Linked DNA regions of Sus scrofa: region 1 is linked to region 2. A link is a contact called in public Hi-C data. All regions are on one chromosome and are shown on one strand. The core of a region is the stretch at or near the end of the contact, and the rest is flanking DNA. Distances in the headings are between cores, read along the strand shown. Region 1 holds the start of P3H3 (prolyl 3-hydroxylase 3). Region 2 holds the start of CHD4 (chromodomain-helicase-DNA-binding protein 4).

The links. A called contact is a pair of places that touch in the nucleus more often than the background predicts.
Region 1: a Hi-C map of omental adipose tissue shows a contact between it and region 2, with 2.5 times the contacts expected there. The contact joins the promoter of P3H3 here to the promoter of CHD4 in region 2. A contact is called at or near these places in 1 of 5 promoter capture datasets (liver), 10 of 47 Hi-C or Micro-C datasets (embryonic fibroblasts, epiblast stem cells, fetal skeletal muscle and 6 more) and 2 of 2 datasets of contacts at active chromatin or transcription factors (alveolar macrophages and skeletal muscle).

The regions. Positions count from the first base shown.
Region 1 is chr5:63,883,886-63,889,383 of Sscrofa11.1, reverse strand. P3H3 (prolyl 3-hydroxylase 3) reads left to right here and starts at 4,090. Exons shown (of 14, transcript XM_005652597.3): 1 at 4,090-5,034. The coding sequence starts at 4,549. GPR162 (probable G-protein coupled receptor 162) reads left to right here. Exons shown (of 5, transcript XM_013987412.2): 2 at 1-1,249; 3 at 1,811-2,000; 4 at 2,509-2,666; 5 at 2,910-3,674. The coding sequence starts at 245. The coding sequence ends at 3,461.
Region 2 is chr5:64,069,964-64,075,610 of Sscrofa11.1, reverse strand. It overlaps CHD4 (chromodomain-helicase-DNA-binding protein 4), which reads right to left and starts at 3,984. Exons shown (of 40, transcript XM_021092425.1): 1 at 3,747-3,984; 2 at 2,720-2,897. The coding sequence starts at 2,819.

The sequences.
Region 1 (5,498 bases), core at 2,841-5,340, 190 kb after region 2:
ACCCAACATGGAGGCTGGGGCGCACCTCTGCTGACCCTCAGTCTCCTCCCCTGCGCCCCATACCTGACCTTCGCTGGGTCAGTCATGCAATGCTGACCCTCAGGGTGGGCCTCACGGCAGCCTGCCCCACTCCAGAGCAAGGACTGTGGGCATCATGGGGGCGTGTGTGAGTGGGGCTCCTGGGTGAGACCCAGCCCCCACCCCCAGGAGTCCAAGGGGGGTGGGGGTGGGGGACCAAGGAAGGATGGCGCGGGGCGGGGTGGGGGCAGAGGAGGCCTCCCTCCGCTCAAACGCGTTGTCCTGGCTGGCCTGTGGGCTCCTGGCACTGCTGGCCAATGCCTGGATCATCCTCAGCATCTCGGCCAAGCAGCAGAAGCACAAGCCGCTGGAGCTGCTGCTCTGCTTCCTGGCGGGCACGCATATCCTCATGGCAGCCGTGCCCCTCACCACCTTCGCCGTGGTGCAGCTCCGGCGCCAGGCCTCCTCAGACTATGACTGGAACGAGAGTATCTGCAAGGTCTTCGTGTCCACCTACTACACCCTGGCCCTGGCCACCTGCTTCACTGTTGCCTCCCTCTCCTACCACCGCATGTGGATGGTGCGCTGGCCCGTCAACTACCGCCTCAGCAACGCCAAGAAGCAGGCGCTGCACGCCGTCATGGGCATCTGGATGGTCAGCTTCATCCTCTCCACACTGCCCTCCATTGGCTGGCACAACAACGGGGAGCGCTACTACGCCCGCGGCTGCCAGTTCATAGTCTCCAAGATTGGCCTCGGCTTTGGCGTCTGCTTCAGCCTCCTGCTCCTTGGGGGCATTGTCATGGGGCTGGTCTGTGTAGCCATCACCTTCTACCAGACGCTGTGGGCCCGGCCCCGGAGAGCTCGGCAGGCCCGGAGAGCAGGGGTGGGGGGTGGGGCCAAGGGGGGTGGGTCAGGGGGTTTGGGTACCCGGCCAGCCTTTGAAGTGCCGGCCATCGTGGTGGAAGATGCCCGAGGGAAGCGGCGGTCCTCGCTGGATGGCTCCGAGTCAGCCAAGACATCCCTGCAGGTCACCAACCTGGTCAGCGCCATCGTCTTTCTCTATGACTCACTCACAGGGGTGCCCATCTTGGTGAGACTGGGGTCCTCCCCCCCCTCCTGCTCTCTCCAATATCCAGGCCCCAGCATGATCGCCCAGCCTCCAGCTCCATCAGCCTCACACGCAGCTCCACCATCCAGCTGCCTCTCCTCTACCCAGCCCACTGCATTTGTAAGCCCCTGCCTCCATCACCCACCTTCTAGTTCCCATTACCCCCAGCAGCGCAGCCTGCTCTCCAGTGACCAGTCCACACCCCCCATCATCCGCCCTTCCATCCCACTCCCTGTCCAGCTTCCTCCTCCACTATTGAGCACACCCCCCACCTGTCATCCAGCTGCCAAGCTCCACTCCGGAATTCCCTCTGGATACCACGGGGTCTTGAGCACTCCTGGGTGGCAACCCAGAGGGCTCACCCCACCACCCCAGCTTTTTGCATGCCCATCTCGTCCCTTTTCCTGAATTTCAGCCTGTCTTCAAGTCGGCTCTACCACCTCTGCTCTTCTCCCTCTGGACCACAGGGCTTTCTTTCCAGTACTCTCTTCGGATCTTCCTCTGAGTCAGTCCCTCCCCCTCAGTTCATCTTCATCTCGACCTTTGCCTCTGTCGGTGACCCTATGTGATTCCCTCCTGACTTCTTGCCCCCTCAGCTGCACTAGGATGTCCTATCTGGGGTCCGATGGGCCCCCGCGGCTCTGGGCCCTGACCAGTGCCATTCCGCCATCGTCCCGCCAGGTGGTGAGCTTCTTCTCCCTGAAGTCGGACTCGGCGCCCCCGTGGATGGTGCTGGCTGTGCTGTGGTGTTCCATGGCACAGACGCTGCTGCTGCCGTCCTTTATCTGGTCCTGCGAGCGCTACCGCGCCGACGTGCGCACAGTGTGGGAGCAGTGCGTGGCTATCATGTCCGAGGAGGATGGCGACGACGGTCAGAGGAGGGCCTGGGCTTTGGCTTTCCTGGGCATCGGCTCCCTTTTCCTGCCCTTTTCTACCAGCCCTTCTGTGGGGACGGGCTGCCCTGGAGTGCCCCCTGCTGGACAGAGCCTGCGCTACCCCTGGGCCGACTCCCTGCTTTCCTCTCCCCAGTCCTCTCCCTGATGCACAAGCCCTGCATCCTTCTGCACGGAGGGATCTCTCCCCTGGGCATCCACACCCCTCCCACCCCGCCACCCCCCCACCCCCACCATACGGTGACAGCTCTTGGTGGGGGGGGGTGTGGCAACTGTTTCAATTAAGTGTGTGGGTATGTATGAATCACTAGGGGCTCCGCAATGAAGCAACAGACCCTTAGCGACTCTTGCTTTCCTCTTAGAATTTACAGACTAATGGGAACAGGAGGATTCTCCAGGGAACTTATAAGGGAGTGGAAGCTTTATGAGGGGGTTGGGGGGTGGGTATTCCCTGCTTGTAACCACTCTGCCCCTTTTATCTCCTAGATGGGGGCTGTGATGACTATGCAGACGGCCGAGTGTGCAAAGTTCGCTTTGATGCCAACGGGGCCACAGGACCAGGGGGCAGGGACCCCGCCCAAGTGAAGCTGCTGCCTGGAAGGCACATGCTTTTTCCCCCTCTTGAGAGGGTCCATTACTTACAGGTATGGGACGAGGCCATACACCTCCGACTGTGGGTATCCCCTCCCTCCTTTTCTGCAGTCTCTCATCCCTCCCTAGTCCGGGCCTGCAGGGCACAGACCTGCCAGAAGCCGGCTCGCCCATCAGAGGCGTTTTTTTGCGAAAGTGTAGGGGTGGAGCCACTTGCAGAGAGTCCCCGTTTCAGTTTCTGCCTCTGCCCCCTTTGTCCCTGCAGCACCTCTGGGTCTACTTCCTCCTCTCCCCAGGTCCCTCTGGCCCGCCGTCTGTCCCATGATGAGACCAACATCTTCGCTACTCCTCGGGCACCAGGCTCCTTCCTGCACAAGTGGTCATCCTCTGATGACATCCGGGTCCTCCCAGCCCAGAGCCGGGCCCTAGGGGGCCCTCCTGAGTACCTGGGACAGAGACAAAGGCTGGAGGATGAGGAGGATGAGGAAGAGGCTGAAGGTGGGGGGCTGGCCAGCCTCCGCCAATTCCTGGAGGGTGGGGTTCTGGGGTCAGGTGGGGGACCTCCATGGGGTCCAGGCTTCTTCCGAGAGGAGATCACCACCTTCATTGACGAGACGCCTCTGCCTTCTCCGACTGCCTCGCCGGGGCCCTCTCCTCGCCGGCCCAGGCCCCTGGGCATCTCACCCCGCCGACTCTCCCTTGGGTCCCCTGAGAGCAGAGCCATTGGACTTCCTTTGGGCCTAAGTGCAGGGCGACGCTGCTCCCTGACAGGAGGTGAGGGGGGCGCACGAGCTTGGGGAGGATCCTGGGGCCCAGGTAACCCCATCTTCCCCCAGCTGACCCTTTGAGCCCAAGTGGGCCTGCTGGACTGAGAGGAGGTGGGGCTGGGTGGGTAACACCTCGTTCTATACCTGAGCCTAAGGCGGCTGCCTCCAGACTCTAAGGAGATGGGCTGGATCGGGGGCCCTGGAACTCCTGCTGTCATCCCGTCACCGGATGCCCAGCTCACCTTCCGTCATCCCTAGCAAAATGTATTAAAGTCTGAAGTGTTACCATGAAAACCTCTGTGTCCAGTGTGCTGTGGTGGCAAAGGGGATGGTCAGAGGCTTGGGGAGTGGAATGGCTCAGAGAGGACAAAACAGAGCAGAGACAGTGGACAGAGGCGCAGAAATATACACAGAGGAAGAGAGACACGCGGACAACACAGAGACAGGCTTAGGAGGGCATCTCCTGCTGGGGTGGGGGGTATGGGGAGACTCTTGAGCTTGCTGGTTTTGGGTGTGAAGGATATTTGTTGAGATCGTAGGGGTGGTTTTACAGGACATCTCTACCTCCCATGCTTCAGCTTGCCTCCTTTTCCCAAATCTGTGTGTGCCCACTTTCTGGGCAGGAAAGGGTTTGGGCAGACTTGGTGTCACAGGCCTGGAGTTTATCCTCCCCCCTGCTGCATTCTAAAGCTCTTTTTCCAAAAGCCTGCGTGGGTGGCTGGGTGTGTGGGAGGCAGGCACGCTCCCTTTCCTGGACTCTAGGCTGGAGGGGAACATTGCTGCAGTAGGTACTCCCGCCCCAAGGGCCTCTGGAGTTGGAGTCCGGAGTCCTAAGAGGCTCCTCAGGGTGCCTTAGGCCTGCTCCAGTGCCAGCCATCGGCTCCGCTCGCTCCACGGTCTGTTTCTCGTCCCTGCCACCTCGCTTATCCTAAAGCCCGCTTCACCACGTTCTGCCAGGCGTTCTCTGACTCCTGTCTCCCAGACCGGCCTCTCCCAGGGTTGTCTCGGCTCCATCAGCGCCGGTCGGTGCCGCTCTTTCCTCCCCTCTTCCTCTCCTCCCTCCTCTCCATCTCTCCTTCCTTTCCCCTCCCTCTCCCTTCCCCCTTTCCTCCCTCTCCCTCTCGGCTCCCGCAGTTCCCTCGGGCAGCCGGCCGGCGGCTCTGACACGATGCTCCGGCTCCTCTGGTTGTTGCTGCTCCTGCTGCTGCTGCCTCCCCCGGGGTCCCCCGAACCCCCCGGCTTGGCCCCGCTGTCCCCGGGGGCGCCCCCTCAGGCCCCCGACTTGCTCTACGCCGACGGGCTGCGCGCTTACGCGGCCGGGGCCTGGGCGCCGGCTGTGGCTCTGCTGCGGGAGGCGCTGCGGAGCCGGGTGGCGCTGGGCCGCGCGCGGCGGGACTGCCAGGAGCGCTGCGCCGCCGAGCCGGGGGCCGCGCTCCCCGCCCTGCTCGCCGCTGCCCCGGGGCCCGGAGCGGCGCGGGGCGCCTGGGAGCCGCTGCTACTCCGTGCCGCGCTCCGGCGCGCCGAGTGCCTGACCCAGTGCGCCGCGCGGAGGCTGGGCCCGGGGGGCGCGGCGCGGCTCCGCGTGGGGAGCACGCTCCGGGACGCCTTCCGCCGCCGGGAACCCTACAACTACCTGCAGAGGGCCTACTACCAGGTGCGCGGCCCCAGGGATCCCCCGCCCAGCTGCTGTCCTCCTCCCGCTCCCGGGAGGGGCGGCGTGCCAGCGCCCGGACTCGGGTGGGGCCGTGCTGATGGGACCTCTCCCTTGGAGTCGTTCATATCAAACCGCGGCAAGCACCCATCGAGGTGGCAGAGGGACAGCCTCGGGAGAGTGGGAGCAAAGTTGGAATGGGCGTCCTGCCTCGGGGTGGAAGTAGAAGACGGAGGGGCCTGGAGTTCTAGGAAGTCTTACTGGGACCTTCGTGGGGTGACAGCCGCCCCTTCCTGGGAACGAGGCGGAGGGGCTAGGGACTGGAGAGCATGAGGGCGGGGGTGGGGGGTGAGTGTGAACCTCCACTTCTGGGCAGGAGAGAGCTTCGGCAAAGTAAGAAGAGGGAGGCAGGGCTGAGGGGCCCGGTGTCCTGGGGGCGGGGGCAGTGGACACTGCGCAGCTACTGG
Region 2 (5,647 bases), core at 2,735-5,234:
CCAGGAGGCAGCTCCCTTTGTAAGACATTCACACCAGCACACCAGCTCCCTCCTCCCCCCTCTCTTTCTTCCTAAGCCACCCCCGCCCAAGGAGGGGGGAGTAGAAAAGGGAGTGGAGAGAAGGAGGGAATGGCTCACCCACTGAGGAGAGGGAAAATGGCTCCTGACCACAGAAGCCAGCCCAGGGCACCCAGCTGCCAACAGAGGACAGACAGGAAGTGGCAGGGAGGGGGGGAGGGGTTGAGAGAGGTGGCAGGAGAAAGACTACCCTCTCACAGAACACTTCCCAAATTATTACCTAGCCCCAGGTCCACATGCCACCTCTCCTACCACCTACTCTAGGGTGACTCGGTTCTCAGGAGACCATTCTAATGTCCTAGACAAGGAAACTCAAGCCAACCTGGAAGGGGATACCATGTGAGAGACTGCATTACTCTCTCAATCCTTATTCTTTCAGACATCAGAGATGGAATTTAACAAACAGCTCAGTGGCGTTGTTGTCAGAGGATACAACCTTCTTTTTGACACCCAAAAGATTTACCTAGAGGAATGGGAGCTCACAAGACCTCTCTGAAACTCAGGTTTCCTCCTCACCTCCATCCAGAGCACAGGCCACAGATCCTAAACCCCTTCTAACAGATCAGAGGTAGCCACCTATCCAACACCTGGGTGCCATGTCCACACCGAGAAAAAGGGAGCAGCACCTGGATAGGGGTGGACAACAGCCTGCTTCCTTTACTCCTACACATGCTCTCACCGCCTGACCCCCAGAACTGGTCCTAAAATGCTCTGGCTCCACCCTTCCCGTGTGAGGTAGACACTAGGAACCGGGAGACTTGAGGCTGGACAAAGCATCATCAGCCTCCCCCTTCCCCTCTCAGCCCAAGATCAGGCCAGGCACAAGAGAGCCCCTCCCATCCCCCTGGGAATGGAACAGCAGCCTGGACCTCACCAGAAAGAATGAGTTTCTTAAAGACTTCTCCTCAGCAATCCCCATACTGCCCCTTTCCCCAAACAACCTCACCTTTGGGCTCTTCCTCTTCATCAGTTCCGTAAAAACTAGAAGTGGAGACAAGGACAGACCCATGGAGGCCAAGGGGACACCTTCCATCCACATAAGACCCTCAAACTTCTCAGGCAGATGTACTGATACGGCAAGCGACAAACTGGCTGAGATACAGGGGAAGATTTGGGAAAGGGGCAGGAATGAGGTGTGGCAAGTGGAAAAACTGGGTCACGCTACAGCTTGGGGCAGAGTTCACCGTGGGAGCCTGCACAGCTCCCAATCAACACAGGGGCAGCCCCAGACCAAGGGGCCAATGGGAAACCAAGATGTGGAACCAACGCTGGCTGGACGGCCCGGCTACTCCTCATGCCCCTCAAAGCCAGGATGGAACCACCTCACCACTACCGCCATTCTCCACCCCACCTTGGGCCACAGCACAGAAATCTGCCACCTCGCCCTACACAGTGATGAGACTCAAGCCTAAGTTTCTCATCCCCACAGCTGAAGACTCAATGACAAGACTGACCCTCTCCTAAATGGCCTCGGATTGAAGCGAAGACTTCCAACTTAGAAAGTGCCAAAGTAGAAACATCTCTCCCAGACCACCTCAACTTGCAGTTGGAACTATGGAGAGAGAAGGCAAAAGTGAAAAACATTTGATGGGAAACAAATACAGGACTAGCAAGCTCCAGAATTAAAATAAAACCACAAACAGAAAAGATGAAGAAACAGCACGTAGAAAAAAACAAAGCTACGAAAAAAAGGTCAAGGAAACAAGGAGGTGACTTAGCTAAGGGATCTGAAGACAGACAGAGAAGAGAGACATTCACTTAGACACATAACACCAATCATCACTTGAGGACAAACAAGAGCCATTCCAACCAGGCAGGATGCATAACCATTCGGGTTTGGCCAGTGCAAGGACCCACCCCAAAACACAGACAACACAACCCCCAACACACCTACACAAACACCTCACACCACCAGTCCAAACCCCAGGCTACCTGCACAGGGCAGAACCGTCTAGAGAAAAAAGCCAGGATTAAGTCCACTTGCCCGAGGAAGAGAGGTGCCCAGAGTGTCATCTCTCTTCTTTCTGTCCCTTGGAGTATACCCTGCAGGCTACTACATCCCACTCCTAGCCCCACTCAAAACATTCCAGCAATCTGCCTGGCTAAGAGCACTCTAGATTCCAGCTTCGGAGCGCAATTCAAACTTCACACAGTTGAAACAGCACAGAAAGCCGGTAACTGATCAGAAGCTAAAAATAATCAGAGAGTAACCAGCACTCCCTCTTTCTTTTCCACAGCAGCAATCACAGGATCCTACCGGCAGAGATGCCCGGCTGGTCTCCTCCAAAAGCGATCCTCAACCCAGCCCCTTCCCCACTGCACAGCCTCCAGGGGTCCCAGCCACCTGCATTCCTCCAAGGACCCACAAAGCCTGCCAGCCCAGAGAGCTCCCTCAACCGGGAACTGCAGAGCAATTCCCGAAGGCAGTGCAGCAAGCTTGCATCTCGGTCCGCGCAGCCCGGGAGGCACATGGCTTCCAACCCCCTCGCACAAGAGCTCCGCAGAAGAGAACCACTCCCTTCGGATGCCCTCCACCTCTCACTGCACAGAGCAAGCCCAGAAACTCAACCCTGCCTCACGGAGCCACTAGGGAGGGCCCAGATGGCTCCTTCCTGCCCGGGGCCCTTGGGGAAGATGTTACCTGGGTGGGGTGGGGGCAGGCTGTTGTTCAAAAGTGCATCCATATCCTCCTCCTCACTGCCCGCTGAGCAGGGGGACGGGGAGCCCAGGCCCGACGCCATCCCCTTCCGCTCCCGGCCAGGGAATTGGCCCAGCTGCTCCTGCCTGCGGCCTGGGGCCCTCGACACTGGCCCGAGTCACTGTGCGGGGGAGGGGGGAGAGAAAGAGAACAGTCAGTGACGCGCACGGCCCCCTCCCCCACCCCGCCGCGCTTTCCGCCCACCCCCGGCCCCCCCACCCCTCAGCCACCCGAGCAGGGCACCCGAACCACTCAGGCTGAACTTAGTTCCACACTCCCAGGGGCAGCCCGGAAGCCGGCTCCCGGGCTGGAGCCCCCCAGACCGGAGGAAGCGGCGCCCCCGAGGGCAAGCCGGTGCCGGCGTAGGGAGGGGAGAAGCCGCTGAACTGAGCCGGGCGTGTCGGGGGAGGGGGTCCGAGTGGCCGCGGCGCGGGGGGGGTGGGGGGAGGATCGGGGGAGGCGGCCGGCGGCGAGGCGCTTGGGGACACAAGGTCACTTGGGGGTGGGGGGGCGACTCCCTGCGCCTGGGGAGGGGCCAGTCCCCAGACAGGGCAGCTCTCCAAAGGCTGTCCTCTGGGACAACTCGGGTTCTCCGGAGAAGCCGCGGGGACGAGGGGGCGTGGAGGCTCGGCGCTCCGGGGGGCTGGAGGCAGGGGCGTGGGGGGCCGGGGCTCCCACCAGGCGGGGGGCCGGGCCACGTGTCCCGGGGGGCAAGTGAGCAAAGGGCGAGGGGGGCGCCGGGCATTGTGGGAGGCAAAGCCCGAGGTGGGAGTCGCGGAGAGCTAGAGTCGGGCAGGGCGAGGGCGGGGGCTGGGCGCCCTGCAGGGGAAGGAGAGGCAGGGTCGGCTTCCCGGGCAGGGGGCGGTCTGCGGGTCCGGGGACGCCCGAAGAGAGGCTGGGTGGAGGGATGACCCTCGGGGCCGGTCGGGATGAGAGGGGCTTCTGTCTGGGAACCCCGCGCTCTCCTCACCCCGGAGCCGCCGCAGGTCGCGCAGGGTCCGGCCGGGTGTCACTCCCGCTCCGGCTCCTCCTCGCCGCGGCCGAAGGGGGGAAAATGGCTCCGGCTCCAGCGTCGCCTCTTAAAGGGCCCGAAACACCGGCCGGGAAATCCCACCGCACAGGCCCCGCCCCCCCACGGACAGCCCATAATAACCTCAACCAACTCCAACCCCCCCTCCACTACCGCCACCCTCCTCCCTAGGTCTCCCGGGCAACCCCCGCCCCCTCGTCGCTCAGCAACCACTGGCCACGCCCCCTTCGAGCGCGCGCGCGCGTGTCACCCGGGCAACCACCCACCTCCTGGCCATCCCATAATACACACGGACACCACCACCACCACCACCACCGTACCACCACCACCACCACAACCATCACCCCCCCACGCGCACGCACTCCATACACATATACATATATGCCAGGGATGTTGACATCTCATGATATTGCAGACCTTTTGCAACTAACACTTTACCCCTCCCCTAGACATCCCATAATAGCCATCCTTTGCCAACTTCTTCACTCTTGGCCCTAATGCTAACATCCCATAATAATTCGTCACCTCTCCCTCCCCATGGCCATCCCATAATAAGCACCCCTACCCGCTCTTCATGCTCACATCCCATAATACTCATCCCCATCCCCCACAGACATCCCATAATAACCACTCTTCATCCACCCCCAGTTTGATATCCCATAATAGTCAGAAACTCACCCCCCCCCAACAACGGACACTTCGGCCTCTTCCCACTTCCCACACACATCCCGTAGTAATCAGTCTCCCACTTTCTGTACTGACATCCCATAATAACCAACCCCCTGGGGAGCTGCCCTCAGCCCCTGTGGGCTAGAACCTCAAAACTCGACCCCAAGGCTTCAGACGTTCATTCCCACTCCACAGCCCATAATAACCACTCCTCCTCTATCAGAGATATCCATAATGATCAACAGCCCTACAGTCACCTCACAGATGGACATCCAAACTCCTTTCCTCTAGCACTGGAAAGATATCCCATAATTTTACTCCCCCACCCACACCCTGACATCCCATAATAATGACAAAGAACCTGTGGTCAAGCAAACATACAATAATACTCCCAACACAACCCAGAGTCAGGTCCCATAATGCTCATCTCTACCACCCCTATACCTTTCCAGTCAGGCATCCCATAATATTTATACTCATCCCTCCCCCATCTCCAGAGGCTGTCAGTCTAAAACCCTAACTCCCACACCAGCAAGGGTGAAGCAGGCTATCCACATTGCCCTGTCCCCGCCCCAACTTGTACACACCTTCAGCCCTTAATGGCCCAAAGCAGTATCCTGGCACAAAGTCTCTTGATGTCTAGGACAGACTCTAGCTTTCCTCATCCATCATTTTCAGACATGCAGGAACTGGACTGAGCCCCACCCAATCCCACCAAAATCCAGATGTTCTCCAGACACTTAGCAACACTTACCTCCAGTTAAATTTTGAGTAAGACCCACCAAATACCAAGCTGGTCAGATGAGCCATTCACATAAAGTTCAGTTCACCTCAGAGCATCCCATAATAATTACAAATGCCCACCTAAAGACTATTTCTCAACATTCCAGCAGTCCCCTTCCCACACCACCTCCTCAGGTCAAGTGGTCCATTCTCATCCTAGGCCACGCCTATGGATGGACATCCCACTACAGTGTGAACAGAGGATCATGCTATATACACCTGAAGAGCTAAGACCTCCTGTTTCCCTAAACACTGCTACTCATGTTCACTCAACAGATGTTGACAGAGTACCTAGCAAAGCACAGAGCCAGGCACCATGGAGAGTGCAGGACCACAGGTGCCCCTTCCCTTCAAGGAGCATAAACAACCAACTACAAGAGGAGACAGAA